Regions from separate parts of the Mus musculus genome. Here region 1 is linked to region 2. Evidence: chromatin contacts called from public Hi-C data. All regions are on one chromosome and are shown on one strand. Each heading gives the region's core, a stretch centred on a gene start, on an enhancer-like site or on the middle of the called end of the contact. The rest is flanking DNA. Distances are from core to core; before and after follow the strand shown.

Region 1 (3,945 bases), core at 1,142-3,641, 100 kb after region 2:
CATAACCTAATATCCAAGCATAACTATATTTCTCTAATTGTTTCTCAAGTATCTACAGTTCCCACACCCAGGACAATCGAAGCCTGTGTACCACAAGCTCAGCATCCTGACAAGGAGACCTCTCAATACCTACTTGTCACGCTGGAACCCACCCATCAGGATGTCCCACTAGGTGAAGGTGCTTCTTTAAGGTGGGTGACTCTCCTCATCAGGTGACATGTTTTCTCACTAACAGCAAATAATCTGAAGTGATTACCACTAACTTTAAATTCTAGAATGAGGTTTAGATATTACGATCCTCTGGTAATTAATCAATCAATAATATTTTGAACCACACTCTTGCTATGTGGCCCAAACTGTCCTCCTAGGGTTTTATCTATGTTTATAATCAACATTTGCTGTAAAGAAGAGTTTCCCTGTTTCTCCACTGTATCTCCACCTTCCTTTCCTGAACATCACTGCAGGCACATGAATTTAAGTTTTATAACTTACTACTATGCATGTTCTTAATAACTGAATTGTCCAAACCTGCCCAGAAGAGCCTGTTGGCTCCTGTCCCTTCGGAAGGGAGCTCCACGTGTCCTATTGTTCTCTGAACATAGCTTTCCAGTATGAGATATTCCAGGTTCAACTTGTCCTCCCAGGCCCTACTCTAAGTCAGCCACTTGCTCAGAGAACACTAACTAGTCCATTGGCCTAAAGACTGGTAGTGAGGACCAGAGATCTGCACACTGAGTGGGCTCACTGTTTCTAGACCCTATGTGTAGTAGCCAGAATTGAGATTGGTGGGGGGGGGGGGGCTCGGGGCGGGGAGATCAAGAAGGAAATACTCCCAGGACAACCAGCACCTCTCGGACATTTTTTTACCATATCAGATGACATTTTCCTTTGGATAATCTCCTTTGCAAACATTGTTAGCATAAAATGAAGCCAAATATAAGGCTGCATCACGTGGCACGGCTCTCTATCTGTTGACTGCAATACTGGTTATGTGACTGTGTACACAGGAAAACTCACCTGACTACACACTTTAGAAAAGGTGCATTTTATTGCATGTTAATACAATTAGGTGTTAATATAATTACTCATTAGATAATGGGTATTTACTTATTTAATCCATTTTTAAGACAGGGTCTCACTATGTAGCCTTGTCTGGCCTGCAAATCACCATGTAAACCGGGCTGGCTTCAAACTCACAGAGACCTATCTGCCTTAAAGTTATGTACACCACACCTAGCACAGGACTTTTTATCAATACTTTGAGGGAGTTTATGGGTATGCTTGGTAAAGCACTGCTACTGGGTAACAGTCTCAAAGCTGTGTGAAGTGGAAGGCGCTTCCTTCCCCTAACATCTGGTGAGAACCTGACTCCTTTCACCCTTGTTAGCCACCAGCCTAGAGAGGAGAAGCATCAAGGAAGAGAATGGGCAACCTGTGGTATGGGGAATGTGCCAGGCTAGCATATCTCATGGTCAAATAAAAAGAGGTGTAGAGAAGACAGATGGTGATGTGGCCTGCCTTTGATCCCAGCACTCAGAAGACAGAGACATATGGGTCTCTGTGAGTTTAACGCCAGCCTAGTCTATAAGAGCTAGTTTCAGGACAGCCAGGGCTACACAGAGAAACCCTGTTTTAAGAAACCCCCCCCCCCCACACACACACACCAAAAAACAGTGTAGAGGGAACAAAATTTGTTAAATCCAAAAATAGCAAAGAGTCAGGCAGTCTTTTAATCCCTGACACCTTGAAGATTAAAACAACAACGATAAAGAGTAATCTGTGGAAACATGGACAGCATCCCTGCCCCAGCAAACATGCAATGGAGGCTGGACGGGCTCAGGCCTCAGGAGGAGCTGGGTCGAATGACCGCTGCTGTTTTCTAATCCATCCAAGTCAGGACGCTGCCTGTGTGAGCAGGGGGCACACCCAATCCTGTAATAGTCATCAGGGACACGCTGCTCCACCAAACTTCTACCTCCCTTCCAGAGCCCAGGTAATAATGACAGCTCACGGCACCAGCAGGGCAGGCACTACCGTGCACAACACTCATTAACATGCTACATATTATTTTTCATCCGGGGGAATGGTCTTTGAGGAGCTAGGCAGTGTGGCTGAATTCTCATGGCTGGTAAGTGGTACAAAGGAATCCAAGCCACCACGTCTATGGTGAGTCTAGTCACCCAGTGAAGCTGACTAGAAATGATGTCTTTCAAGGTCATTTCCTTCCGGGTTTGCAGTGGCCTTCCACTTCACCACACTACTTAAGATGCTTTCTTAGTAACGTAGGCAGTAAACTTTTTATTTGTGGGAAATGCTACAACCAGCTATTATGTGCTGCTTGGCATGGCGTAATCTAAAGGTCATGATGTCACCGACTTGGCAGTTTGGATGAAACATTCACCCTGAATCATCCATGCCTCTGGCCCATCTTCCAGCTCACAGCAAGTGAGAGACTATGCACCCAGTCAGACAGCACCATAAGGACACAACCAGACAAACTGGGGTCTGAGTCCATGACACCTAGCCTGGACTTTAAAACGTTGAGAGACATAGCAAGCAAAACACTGTACAAGCTTAATTGGACCATGGCTTGGAGAGGCTTGGGGAACAGCTATAACACATCTTTTAGGGACAACTGGGGAAATTAAATGTAGACTGCATATTAGATGATATGATGGTATAATTATTTTCTCAAGTTGATAAATGGCATTGTGGTTACTCAGAGACTATCATCCCATTTAGAGTGGAATAGCATGCTATCTGCAACTTCACTTCCAACTGGTTCACAAACACAAGGACTCCTCCTCAGGGATGATGAAATGTGGGGAAATTTCCAACCTCCCTAAATAACCTCTCTGCACTCTGATAGTGAGGGCTCAACATCCCCAGATGTAAGACCTGGAAAGTGTGCTGCCCTCAGGGAGTATACCACTTGTGCAAGACCCCACTCCCCACCAGCCCACTACATACATACTACACATTGCCACACACACCCTATGGCTACAAGAAGCTAATAAGGTAGAAAGCAGGAGACTTTCTCTTATGGGCAGTGGCTAATCAGAAACCAGATACTGAACTAGTGTCAGTGGCTCAGCAAAGGAATCTGCTATCTGCTTAAGCAGGTTTGTGCCTGACCACGAGAGGCCCCTTTGGTAGCCCCTACCTGCACTCTTACATTATTGGGGATGACCGAGTAGTGAGGCTCCTGGAGCAGGCTTGAGGGGTCCTCTAAAGACAGTGGGGTTCTCTTCTAGCCACATCTGTGAGAAAAATCAGTGAGGCAGAGAAGCACAGGGTTTCAGAGAACCTTCCTCCAAGGTGACTCCACAGAGGTGGGGGCCTCTAGCCATGCCTACTGCAAGCTGGCGGCTGTGGGTTAAGGAGAATCTGAATAACCCTACCCGGATGAGAGGAAAAGGGAGCTTTTAAAAGGGTTTAGAACGAGCTCTTAGAACAAGCTCAAGGGGTAGCTAAAACTAACCAAATGTAACCAAGCAAGTAACCAAATGTAGAACTGTTGAGTCTCTATCAAAGGAGCTGAGCAATGAAGATGAAGTACAGGGAGAGGCAATGCGGGAAGGCAGAGGGGATGCCCGGGAAGAGGTGTCCTGGAAATCAGCCCACCCAACATACACATGCTCTAGGGAGTGAGCCTCACAACCCCCTATGGAAACGATGGTGGTCCCCAGAGACAAGGAAGACACTCTCAGGCAGCAAAGCAGGGAAGGAAGGGTCTGCCAGAGAGGAGCACTGTGGGCTCAGCCTTAGGTTTGCCAGAGAGGAGCACTCTGGGCTTAGCCTTAGGTCTGCCAGGGAGGTACACGCAGGGCTCAGCCTTCAAATCCAACATCTTTCCTGAATCTATTTTTATGGAACAATAGTTTCAAGGCTGCAATAATGAAGCGGGGAGGATCTACGCACAGGCCACTCCTAGCTTCCTCAGAA
Region 2 (3,773 bases), core at 796-3,295:
TATTTTGAAGAATGAAAAACCCTAAAACTACACAGAGAAATTCAAGTTCACAAGCTATCTCCCCAGTTCACAGCACAGAGTCCTTCTCCTATGCTTATATGGTAATATGGAGAAGCCTCATTTCTCAAGGCAAAAGTTCCAGTGGCCGGCCAGTCGTCTCTGCCAGGGAAACAGCTTCAGCCCAAACAGGAGGTGAGGATGAAGGTGTCCGTCCTGAGGAAACAGAAGGCAGACTTTCTCAAGCACCATTGTTCTTGAGTCTCCAGCACGCCAAGGCGATGTGGGGGCCAGCTGAAGGACACCCTGGCTCCGGCTTTTGTCACTGTTTCCTGATATTGGCAAGATTAGGGCTGGCCGGAAAGGAAACCCACCGAGCACAGAGACAGAGGAAAGTCCGAGGCCCCCCGGGGAGAAGTTGCAGCTGGCCCAGCAGTTCCTGTACTGTGCAGAGGAATGACAACTATGAGAGCAAGCCTTTGCCTGGGAATGTAGTAAAGGTGACATCACTGTCGAACTAGGCACCAGCTCAGAAGGCAAGGGCTGAGTTCAGCAGATGGGGGGTTTTCCACATGTATTTAAAACTCTTGTTTAATACCCTGTTCAGAACTTCTGGATAGGCGAATGTGGGGGCACCCACTCCCCCACTGCATCTTAATACATTTCACTACTCCCAGCTCCTCTAAAGGAGAGTGTTTGGAGGCCAGGTCCACACAGGTAGGATAATATGAAACTGTCAGGATGAACCTAGATCCAACATCAGGGTCCTTTCAAGAGAATAGTCTGTGCTTCGGTGTCCCCGCATAGAAGGATACTGAATTTCTCAAAGCCAAAGAACAGTTAAGGGAGTTAGAGATTGACAAGACAGAGCCCACGTCCCCAACCATCTCCGAACCCAACATCCACACTGAAAGCATTCTTCATGGGTACCGGTGCTTACTCATAAATGAGCAGTATCATTAACTTGTGGGGTGTGTGTGTTTGCATGCGCATGTGCACGTATGTGAGTACTCAAGTGTGCAAGTCTGTGCATATGAAGGCCAGAGGACAACCCCACGTGTCTCTCCTTAAGCTTTCCTTGGAAGCCATCCACTGTTCTGTTTAAGACAGTGTCTGTCTCTCACTGGTCTGGACCTCACCAAGTAGGCTCAACTGGCTGGCCAATAAGTCACAGAGGTTCAATGCTCTCTGCCTGTCCAGCACAGGCAGAGATAGTGAGCTATCCCCTCAGCCTTCGGGGTTTTGCAATAATTCTTGAGTCTTTTCAGGGTTGTGAGGATTTTAGTCTAAAACCAATAATGAGAGCAGTAGTTGCTGCCAGTTGAGGAAAACAGCATGAAGAGTCTCTGCATAGCCCTCACGAGACAAGAATAAATGCTGCATACATTAGGTCAGTGAAGAAAGGGAGGTGGGCAGCATAGATCACAGCCTCACATTAAAGGAGTCAAGATTTGATTCTGAGAATCCAGACACAGGAAACACCAAAAGAGCTGAGAGACTTAGCACGCACGCCTTTAATCCCGTGCTCAGGCAGAGGCAGGTGGATCGCTGAGAGTACAAGATCACCTGGTCTGTATAGTGACTTCCAGACCATCCAAGGTGACCTTGTCTCAAATTTTTAAAAAAGAAACATGGAAGGAAAAGATGGCGGGAGAAGGAGGACAGAATGAACAAATGAACGAATGAACAAAAGAAGAAAGGGGAAATACCGAAGTGCAAAATGCACCAGAAATACGTCAAAAACTATGTCCAAACCCACTGAACTCAGGAAAGCATAGTTCAAGGTGGGAAGCTATCACATTTTCCCCCTTACTTATGCAAAATAGTATGGGACAAATAGACAAACCAAGTAAGGACATCAGGGTAAAAGACATGGTCTACCTAGGCTACAATCATGAGTATGAGAGCCTAGAATCCACGTCAATTTGGGCTACACAACGAAAAATCACACACATACACACACAAACACACACACACACGCACGCACAGGCACTTGTACAGGCTAACTTTGCCCATCACTGGTAGAGCTAGGAAGCAGATGTTATGCAGTCATCGTCACCACCAGAGGGCATCCTAACATCAACCAGGACAGGCAAGGGTCCATGTCTAGTCCCTCTCACAGAAAGATGCAGGGAGTTTTTATTTGTTTGTTTTTGTTTGTTTTCATAAGCTACCACCTAGCCAGGTTGAAGAGAGGCCAATCTTCCCTTAGTTCCAAATCCTTCCGGGATAGACAATGACCTTGAATCTCTCCTAGAGCTTCTGTCTCCTGTCCTGCCTCCACAGGTGCCCTCTGGAGATGAGTTATTTAGGACCTCCCCTAATGCATGCTGGGAGAACCTCAGCCCAAGGCTCTGCCTGAACAGAAGTTGATGTTGAAGTGTGCCCCAGAGACACATAAACTGACACTCATCCTTCATCCAGAACTCCAGACAGAACAAGAAAGATGTTTGGTCTTTCTACTGTATGCCATCTCCAGAGGGAAATGCTCCAAGATGTCACAATTCAGCATAATGATGTCACAATACAGTATTATCATGGAACACTGTTGCACTGTGATGTCACAATGACACACTGGTGCACTTTAATGTCAAAGGATAGCATGATAATAGCACAAAGGAGCAGTGTAACAACTCAATACCACATTATGATATCACAGTAGCACACTGTTATAGAACAATAAACGCTGTGATGTCACCATCCAGCAATGCTGTCAGGGTGGGATGTTGTGGTGGCAAAAACGCAGCAGTGTGATGGCACAGTTCATTATTGTGAATTCACATGGAGCATTGTGATGTCACAGTCTAGCCCTGTGATGTCACCATAGAGCACTGAGACACTGCACTAAAGTACCAGGATGGTACAGTGGAACTGAGCTGGGTGATACAGGTGTGATGGGGTGAAGATCATAAGAAAGAACTCTGGTAAATTCTTACCCAGAAGCCAAAGGAAGAGATCTGGCACTCCACCCCAGGGTAACATATAACTTGAATTCCATCCCACCAAGGGAAGCTCGTTTCTTATCCCACCGACCCTTGGATGAATTACCAGAGATATGTAGCCATACACTCATTCTATTGGGAAAACCTGTCATTCCTTCAGCACAGGCAAGAAAGGTGTCTTGAACAGAAGGAATACAGCCGTGAGCGAAACAGAGAGAGCTGTGTTTTCTGGAAGCTTCCACTATAGAGAAAGGAGCTGACAGTGAGCAAAATGCTAGAGCTGTGTGCATGGCTGAAGTGAACCAATGACAAAGTGCTAGAGCTGTGTGCATGGGTGAAGTGAACCAATGACAAAGTGCTAGAGCTGTGCACATGGCTGAAGTAAACCATTGAGAAAGATGGCCGAGAAAAGGTTGGGTTGGGACTGCAGTGTTGACTACATGGGGGTTTGTTCTGGTTGCCTGAGATAGTCTCACAATGAGTGTTGGGCTAGCCTCGAAACTCTATGTAACCTAGTCTCACTATCTCATACCTCACATCCCAAGTGCTAGGATTATAGGTACTTGCCACTATTGTGGCAAAGCCAGATATATAATGAGCAGAGTACCTGGGTTAAGATGTCAAGATAGCTGAGTCCTGGGCAGTGAGAATGAATTAGAATAAGTTGCCAATATCTGCTATCTTCTCCTGCAGTGGGGGTGTGGCTAGACAGAGGAGTAAGATCACAGGTATGCAAGATGGGTTGAGGATCTGGGTAGGGGCTAGAATGAGGGTCCTGAAGACCACCTAGGAGTTCTAAGTTCATTCTAAGTACAGCTGGAGGCCACTGGGGTT

What was found. Hi-C and Micro-C count contacts between places; a contact is called where the count stands out from the background.
Region 1: a contact with region 2 is called in a Hi-C map of bone marrow-derived macrophages, with 39 read pairs. The contact joins two enhancer-like sites. A contact is called at or near these places in 3 of 15 datasets of contacts at CTCF or cohesin (the NIH/3T3 cell line, embryonic stem cells and large pre-B cells), 4 of 484 Hi-C or Micro-C datasets (bone marrow-derived macrophages, embryonic stem cells and megakaryocyte progenitors), 7 of 115 datasets of contacts at active chromatin or transcription factors (DN3 thymocytes, the HPC-7 cell line, acute myeloid leukemia and 3 more) and 3 of 9 other capture datasets (adipose tissue, liver and pancreatic islet).

Annotation. Positions count from the first base shown.
Region 1 is chr2:132,082,225-132,086,169 of GRCm38.p6, forward strand. The region is part of intron 5 of Slc23a2 (solute carrier family 23 (nucleobase transporters), member 2); the gene reads right to left. Among named protein-coding and RNA genes, the nearest start is that of Gm31179, 54 kb to the left of the region's middle. Within about 2 kb of position 2,392, at least 66 of the 459 cell types and tissues checked have an H3K27ac peak or open chromatin away from gene starts, as enhancers often do. A contact at or near this core is called in bone marrow-derived macrophages, where this site is marked.
Region 2 is chr2:131,980,691-131,984,463 of GRCm38.p6, forward strand. No RefSeq gene overlaps it. Among named protein-coding and RNA genes, the nearest start is that of Prnd, 32 kb to the left of the region's middle. Within about 2 kb of position 2,046, at least 19 of the 459 cell types and tissues checked have an H3K27ac peak or open chromatin away from gene starts, as enhancers often do. A contact at or near this core is called in bone marrow-derived macrophages, where this site is marked.